2 separate regions of the Oryctolagus cuniculus genome follow, and region 1 is linked to region 2. The links are chromatin contacts, called in public Micro-C maps. All regions are on one chromosome and are shown on one strand. Each heading gives the region's core, a stretch centred on a gene start, on an enhancer-like site or on the middle of the called end of the contact. The rest is flanking DNA. Distances are from core to core; before and after follow the strand shown.

The links. Hi-C and Micro-C count contacts between places; a contact is called where the count stands out from the background.
Region 1: a contact with region 2 is called in a Micro-C map of ear pinna, with 2.8 times the contacts expected there. The contact joins the enhancer-like site here to the promoter of SMC3 in region 2. A contact is called at or near these places in 2 of 6 Hi-C or Micro-C datasets (ear pinna and an unstated tissue).

The regions. Positions count from the first base shown.
Region 1 is chr15:20,045,952-20,049,918 of mOryCun1.1, forward strand. The region is part of intron 1 of MXI1 (MAX interactor 1, dimerization protein); the gene reads right to left. It overlaps LOC103351424 (a long non-coding RNA gene), which reads left to right. Exons shown (of 5, transcript XR_011382283.1): 5 at 1-514. Among named protein-coding and RNA genes, the nearest start is that of MXI1, 2.8 kb to the right of the region's middle. Within about 2 kb of position 1,295, at least 7 of the 8 cell types and tissues checked have an H3K27ac peak or open chromatin away from gene starts, as enhancers often do. A contact at or near this core is called in ear pinna, where this site is marked.
Region 2 is chr15:19,726,634-19,730,874 of mOryCun1.1, forward strand. SMC3 (structural maintenance of chromosomes 3) reads right to left here and starts at 1,793. Exons shown (of 29, transcript XM_002718739.5): 1 at 1,385-1,793; 2 at 425-500. The coding sequence starts at 1,399.

The DNA.
Region 1 (3,967 bases), core at 45-2,544, 320 kb after region 2:
TAAGTGACTCCTGTCCACAAGACCAATAAGCAGTGAAATAGGAATTTGGGCCCCTGTTCCATGTGACTGCAAAGCCTACATTCTCTCAACTGTTCTGACTTAAGAAATGGAGGCAAGTGGGCTGAAATAGCTAGGGGAAGCTTCGTGGAGGAGGTGGGAGCTGACCTAAGTCTTGAAGGGAGTCGAGTACAGATAACCCCCAGGGAGGAAGAGAATGAGGGCATCTAGACGGAGGGATGATCTGAGTTAAGCACAGAGGCATGACTGTGAGGCTGGCTTGCTGGTGGACCTGCTGGACAGGAGGCAGGTTTCACGGTGGGGCAGAGATTAGGTCAGGGAGGCAGGGTGGGTCCCAGTGACACCACACAACAGCAGCTTCCTCCAGCAAGAGGAAGAGGCTGCTGCTTGGCCTGCCCCAGCCCCTAGGAAAACACCCCGCCCACCAGCCCAGGTAAGCCACTGCAGAGCTGGCTCCTTCCCTGTATCAGGCGCTGCCTCCAAAGCCAGCTTCCCCCTGCGCATGGACAAGGCTGTTTCCGGGCTGCACACCTTTCTCGCCACCACAGCTTCTTCCACTCACCTGCCGGCCAGCTAGCATCCCTCAGCGCACCTCCTTTCCCCCTTCAGTTCTTTTTCCAAAACAGGGACTAAGTCTTTCTCCAGTGATTAGTCAGTCTGCATTTACCCTGACCCCCCTCTCCAAGTGCATATAGGTGATACCATCCGAGGGGACTTCTAGTTTCTGGAAATGTGATACCACGCCACAGCCCCATGGCTGATATCTCTCTGGAGGCCTTCGATGTTGCGACATCAGTCAGAATTTCCTAGGGAATCCCATGCTTCGCACACAGCGGGCTGCCAACACCGGGTGGCTTAATATGAACTCCTTCCTCCCTCAAGAAAACTCACCCCATCTACTGGAAATAATTCAGCACTGTGACCACAACTTGGTGAACACTCCCAGTACGGAAACCTCAGCGGGCAGTGAAAAGCCGTTCTGGTTACAATGGAAAATAAGGCAAGCTCCTGCCAAGCCAGCGCTTCGCAAACAGCAGGGCAAACGGAACGTGCGACTGCCTATCGGAGCGTCTCGGGAAGGTTTCACAGGACCCGAAATGGAGCACTGAGGCCCGACACTCGTCTCCGGGGAGAACAGAGTCCCTTTAAGAAGGGACTGGACCAGCTGGCTGCACGACAGCTCCCAGAGATAGCCTGGCTCGCGTCCTGGTCCCACCCCCTAGCCTCCGGCCTCAGCAACGCGTGACGTCAGAGAGAACGGACGCTGCCTATTGGCTGAACGGTGCAGCTAGGTCAAGTCCAGTCGGAGGAAAGAAGTTTGTCTCCATGTGGAAACCATGTGTCTCTAGCTGGGAGGGGGAGGAGGAGGAGGCGGAGAAACTGAGATCAAGCGATTACAGGGGAACTCGCCGAAATGAAGGCGGGGAGGTTGTGCACCTGAGCCGGTCAGCATTGCCCTTTGCAGTAGTGACCTAAAAAATAAAAATAAAAAGACTTGCACAACAAACCCAACCCGAGCCCCCCGCCGCCCCCTCATCACACTAATGATGAAGAAGCTAGGGTCCTTGCTTCCTTCCAAAACCCAGAGACCTGGGAAACGCTGGAATCCTATCGGAACGCCCAGCTGCCTCTCCCTCCCCCAACGACCGAATGATGTAAGCGTTTCGGAAAGCGGAGCTCCGGAGCAAAACAAGCCCCGCGCGCGCGGAGCGACCCGCAGTGCCCGAGCCCGGCGCACGCACGACCCGCCCCCCGACTCGCGTTATTGCTGTGCACACGCGGGCCGCCGTGACGCGCGGGCATTGTGTGCAGCGAGCAGAACACAGCGGCGAGCGCCGCCAGCGCCAAGAAGCGCCCCCAGTGAAACCAGACGCAGGGCCCGCCGTTTTCCGTGCGCGAGCCCCAGCCCGAGCTGGGGGCGGGCCGGAGAGTGGGGAGCCCACGCGGCCCTGGTGGGCCGAGCTCCTGTTTGTAGGGGGCAGAACCGGGGGCCGGGCGGATGGTCGCACAGAGTTTGCTGGAGGTCACCCCCGGCTGCGTAAGCTGTTGGGGAGGGGGCGCGGGCCTGGAGCCGGGTCTCCCGTGCCGAGGCGGGCACGGCGCAGCGACCCACGCTCTCGGGGGAAAACTGGGGGGCCGTTGGCATCACGTCATTGAGAGCTAAACGCCGGCGGCGAAGAGAGCTAAAAACAGTCCCGCGGGGAGCCGGCCGGAGGAGGGAGGCTGCAGGGCCGGGGGCTGATTACGCACACGAAGTTGACTTGGGGCGCCCAGGCTTTCCCAAGCCCCTGTCTCGGGCCGGTGGGTTTGCCGCGCGGACCCCTCGGCTCCACCAGCCTCTCGCGCCCTACTCTGCCGCCGCGGGCCCGCCCCGCGCGGGGCAGCCCGGGCCGGCGCGCCCGGCTCTCTGCTTACGTGACTGGTGGCCACGCCGGAGCCCCGGCACGGGGTAAACAAGGAGGTGGCGGCGGCCAGGGCGGCGGGGGGTGGGGCGGGGAGGGCTCCAATTGTCTGCGGGTGCGGGACGCGGAGGAAGCTCCGGCCGCCTCCGTGATAGACCTCCTGGGGTGGGGGGTCAGGCTGGCCACGCAGTGCCAAGGTGCCCTCTCGGGTGCACCCCCGCTCAGAGCCAGAGCCGCCGGGCAGACTCCGGAGACCCGGGACGGGGGGGGGGGGTTGCTAAAGGAATCGCGCCCCTCCCCCCCGCAACAAAAGCAAACACAGCAAACAAAACCACGTCTGCGGCCAGCTCCCCGCCGGCTCGGGCTTTTTGAGAAACTCCCCTCCAGGCCAGTGCACACCCAGCCCACCCCCTGCCCCCCGCAGGAATAACCGCACAGCCGGCGACGCGCAGCTCCCGCAGCCCAGGCACTCCGGGAAAACAGGCAAGGAGAGAAAGAACGGAACGCACCGCCGAGCTCCCGACAACAGCCCTTGTTGTGCTCTTCACAGCGCCCGCACAATTGCGTGGCCGACGCTGGCTCCCTTAACCGCGCAGGCCCTGAGTGTGGCTCTGCGAAGGTGTTTTTGTGTTTGAGGGTTGCTGTTGTTGTGTTGGGGGGGTGGGATACCTGACACGTTGCAATCGCATTTCTCTCTACCCCCACCCCGTCCCACCGATCGTCCCACTTGCTCGCACTGCCAGAACGTCCCGGTTTCCCCCGTCTGTCGGTCTGTCTGCCCGGCCCCTTCCTCCTGCCCACAGCTATTATTCCAAGGATCGTGCCCGAGACGCCGTCGCACACGCAAACCCCCGTTAGGGTGCCGAGTCGATTGCCTGGGGAGGGCTGGGGGACCCTGCTGGCAGGGGCAAAAATGAAACAAACAAACACAAAAAGGAAGCCAGGCCGGGGTGGGGCTCCCGGCGCTGCTGCCGCCCCCCCCCCCCCCCATGCATCGCTCTGCAACCTGAATCTGGGGGGGGGGGGGGCGAGAGACACCGACCAGGAAGGCGTTCGCCTTGCTCGCCCTGCGCACTCACTCGGGAGCCGTCTCCAGGAAAATAAAGAAACCGCACACCACAGCCCACACCTTCTTCCCCCAACTATTGTTTCTGTTAGATCCCAAAGTTTCCTTCTAGCCGCGTCCCCCTCGCCAAGTTTCTCGGGCGCAGGGCGGCGGGACCCGGGCGAGCTGCCGGCGCTCCCCGGCCCCAGGGCCTGTTTCTTGGGGAGGGGGCGCGGTGGCACCCCAGGACGAAGGGCGCGCGCGGAGGCCTGGGTCCGAGGACGCGAGGGCCGGAGCCCAGTCCCGGCTGCGGGAGGGGAGGGAGCAGCCCGCGCCCACGCCGTGGAGGCTGTGCCGCCCGCGGTTGTTATTGTTGTGGTGCGCGCCTGTGTGTTTTCTTTCTGGAAGCCCTGAGCTCTGCCGACGGTGTCCAACTTTCGGCTTCTAATCCTCACCCCACCCAGGAACGAGAACGGGAAAACAACACTTGTCTACCCGAGCA
Region 2 (4,241 bases), core at 543-3,042:
TTGTGTCTCTCCCTCTCTCTAGGTTCTTTCAAATAAATAAATCTTTAAAAAAAAAAATCTGAGAACAACCTTTGTAAACAAAGAATGCTCATCTTTGAAGTAACACACTAGCGAACACTGTAACTAGGATATGACAAGTCAAGGACAGAATAGCTAAATTTAGTGTCAGTCACTAAAAACTTATAAGCTATTAAAATTTGTTGATACATACAAATGAGTAAGTTTTATAATTGAGTTATCCAAACATTTTGTTTAAAGCAAGCAATTCATCAGTGCAGGTTAAAGACACGCAAATTATTTCACAGAGGGAAAAAAACGTTCATATTCAAAGACAATTCCTGTCCCTTTAAGCCTATAGGTACAGATGGACAGAGGCTCTACATTGTTATAGATCAATCTGACCCAGTAAGCCGCAAACACTTACCAATAACATTATGTTTTGAGCTGAAGGGATCTACAATCGTTTGATCTCTGTAACTTCGAAAACCCTGGATAATCACCTAATAAATAAGAGACATTTTGAGAACCCTCCTAAAAAGAAATACTGCGACATCAACATTTTTCTTTTGCATGTCTTTCATCCCAATGCACGTTCGAAAACTTCCAGTTTCACATAAGCAAAACTCACGCTGGAAAATGGTGATTAAAAACCTGTTAAAAGCAGCCCTTTGTCCAGGAACTGCTGCCGGTGCAGAGTTGTTTTCTGAGCTACAGCCGATAAGCTGCAGAGCTCCCACGCCGTCCGAAGGTCTAGCGACCCCCAGCAGGGAGACGGGTCCCGCCTCCTGGACCCTCCCAAGGACCCGCACCCGCCCGCACGAAGGTACCCACCCCGCAGAGGAGGGTACCTCGCGCACCCAACAGACCGCTGCCCCCAAGCCGCGCGGGAAGACCATTTGACAGAAGTAAACAACTGGCTGTGGGCGCGTTACGCTCCCTGCACCAAGACCGTCCCCTCTCCCTCGCGGGGCATCCGGGGAGCCGAAGGGCCTCCCCCGGGGTACAGCGGACACCTCCGCCAGTGCCAGCGACGCTCCCGGGCCGGGCCTTTCCACACCTGCCACGCAAGTGGTCCGTGGACGACACAACCTTCCCGCCAGCGGCCGCCCCCGGCGCGGGCCCGCCCGGTGAAGGCCCGGTCCCTCCGGCCCGCCCCTCCGGCCCCTCGGCCCCTCTCAGGGGTCCTGCCCGCTGCAGAAGAGCGCACTCGGATCCGAACGCCCCTGCTCTCCGCAGCCCGCGCAGCCCCGCCGCTCGCGCAGCTGGGGTCCCTCCCCTCCCCCGCAAGCCCTAGGTCCAGCCTGCGGCTGGCTCCGCGACACCCCCGCCTCAAGCAGGGGTCCTCACAGGCCTGGGAGGGCTGGAAGGGACGCATAGGCCTCACCTGTTTTATGTACATGGTTCCGCGCCCCAAGCCGGGGAAAAGACCTCTCCCCTGGACTGCAACAGAGGGGCGGCAGTGTCAGGTGAGGCGTCTACGCGACCCCTCCCCCAAGGCGCCGCTCGCTCCCCTCCAGCCAAACAAAATGGCGGCTCCCGGGGAGGCGGAGTCCGCCCCTCAGACGGAACCACACTCGCAGCCCCAACTGAGTGTAGGGGGCGACAGGTTCAAGTTAGCTCTCTCTTTGTGGGAAAAAGCAGCATTCTACAGCGTTCTCGGCTCGGTTTCACTTGATTCTGAGAAGCTGTGGCTGGCCCTTTCCGGAGACTTAGTCGGAAACTTCCATCGGAGAAAACGGGACCGTGAGATTGGGCCGCGCTCCCTCTAAGCGCGGAGCCAATGGGCGCGCCCACAAGAGGGAAAAGGTTCGGCGCCAAAGCCGAGAGGGAGATGCCGAGGACCAATAGCGGAGCGGCCGGCGGCCACGTGGTCTGGGGCTGGTTTTAAAAAAGCGGACCCCGCGCGTCTGCGCGCGTCCCCGGATCGCTGGTGACGACTGGAATTCCGCGTGCAGCCTGCTGCTCCATTATTGTGTCTCGCGCCGTAGGAACTTGACATGCTTGGAACGCCCCCTCCTGGTTGCGAGCGGTCTTCGCGCAGGACCGCTCCCCAGGAACTTGGAGATGCTGGAAAGCCGGTTTCAGTAACCGGGTAGTGAATACCCGGGAGCTGCTACCGCGTGCCGAGGCAGCCCTGTGCGGTTGCAGCCGGGATTTAGATGAGGTTAAACACGGCTTTGTTTGTTTTAAACAGCCTGAGAGAGCTTACGTACTTGTGGCAAACCTAGGGGTATCTGATCCCTGTTGGCCCTAGGAGAAAAGGCATTATTTGTTTGGATCTCCGTAGCCAGGAAGTTACCTGCAGGGAGGAGAAAATCGCTACCCATCCTAACGCCCATCCGGGGGGCAGATGCTTCTCTGTTCCCAGGTTGAACGATTTTTAATAGCCTGTTGGCGCTCTCTTAACCAGTCCTCCCTTGGCGGCCTTTATCTGCAGCCTCCTTTATCTAAAGCCTGGATCAAGTCCTTGGCAGCCCTTGGCTTAAAAATTATGTAATAAAATAATAAAATAACGTCTTCGAACATTTCACTTGGGTATTGGCATCTCTGTCCTGTCAATTTGAGATTCTGGGTGTATCATTAATTTCAAAGTTTTAAGCCTCCAATGCCTTGTCAATGAAGTATGGATGATAAAACCACTTCATATTTAGAATTAAAAACACGAGAGCTTTGGGCAAAGGTTAAGACTCCCCTCCCCACCCCCATAGGAATTCTTGGTTTGAGTTCCAGCTCCTCCCATCCAGCTCCCTGCTGATAAACATGTGGAACAATAGGTGATGGCCCAAGTGCTTGGGTCCTTGCCACCCAAGTGAGAGACCTGGATTGAGTTCTGGGCTCCTGGCTACAGCCTGGGCCAGTCCAGGCCCCATCTGGGGAGTGAACCAGGGGACAGAAGATATTTCTCAGCCTTTTAAATAAAATGAAAAATAAAGAATGAAACTTTTAAATATACATTTTAAAAAATGAGCAGGAGCCAGCGCTTTAGCATAGCGGGTAAAGCTGCCGCCTGCAGTGTCAGCATACCATTTGGGCGCTGGTTCAAGTCCCGGCTCCTCCACTTCCAATCCAGCTCTGCTATGGCCTGGGAAAGCAGTAGAGGATGGCCCAAGTACTTGGGCCCCTGCACCTGCCTCGAAGACCTGGAGGAAGCTCCTGGCTTCTGATCAGCACAGCTCTGGCCGTTGTGGCCATCTGGGGGAGTGAACCAGCAGATAGAAGACATTCTCTCTCTCTCTCTCTCTCTCTCTCTCTCTCTCTCTGCCTCTAACTCTGCTTTTCAAATAAATAAATAAATCTTTTAAAATGACAATCTACTTTTTCAAAACACAAGAGCTGAAACAAGTGTGTGGCAGAAAGATATCAGAAAATTGACTGCTTCAAAGAGAGGTAAGGGAATTCCCTAGGGGGTGATGATACTATTCTATATCTTTATAGAAGTTTGGGATCCTAGGTTTATGCATTTATCAAAATCCAGTGAGTGTTGACTCAAGAGCTTTGCACTTCATTGTATGGGAATTTTACATAAAAGAAAGAATAAACATGAAATTTTAGTTTAATGATATGAATGGTGACGTATTTAGAGAGACTTACACAGTATTGATGTCTGAAACTTGGAAATGTGCTCCAAAATTAGATGGATTAATGGATGGATAGTCAAATGGACAGATGAGATAAAGCAAGTATACTAAAACAATAATGGGAAAATTGTGTATTAAGTATACAGAATTAACCAAAAAAAAAACCCTTTTAACTCTTGTGTTTTGAAAATTTTTAGAACATGTTAGGAGATAAAAGTCTTACAAGATCCTCAACACTCCAGGCCATTGTACCTCTCTGACCTCAACCCCTGCAAGCCACGTTTAAGAACCCCAGGGATCCCCTGCCTGGGGTGGGATGGAGGGTGGGCGGGGTTGCACTTGCCCTTCATAATGCCTGCAAGTCTGTCCCCTCCTATGTCATTAGACTTTATCTCCCACCTTCTGCAGAAGGAAGACTCTAAACTGGCCCCTCAGACTTCTCTCCTGCAGTAGAACCCTGTATGAGGTCTTCCCTACAGGTGTGCATGGGACCTGAGAAGATGATGGGCACCACTCCTGTAACTATTCACAGTATGTGGCAAAAGTGGAGGGATTTTGCAGATGTAATGCAGATCCCTAATTGGTTGACTTTGAGTTAATGAAAAAGGTGAGGCCCAGCGCTGTGTGTAGCAGGTAAAGCTGCAGCTTGCAGTGCCAGCACCC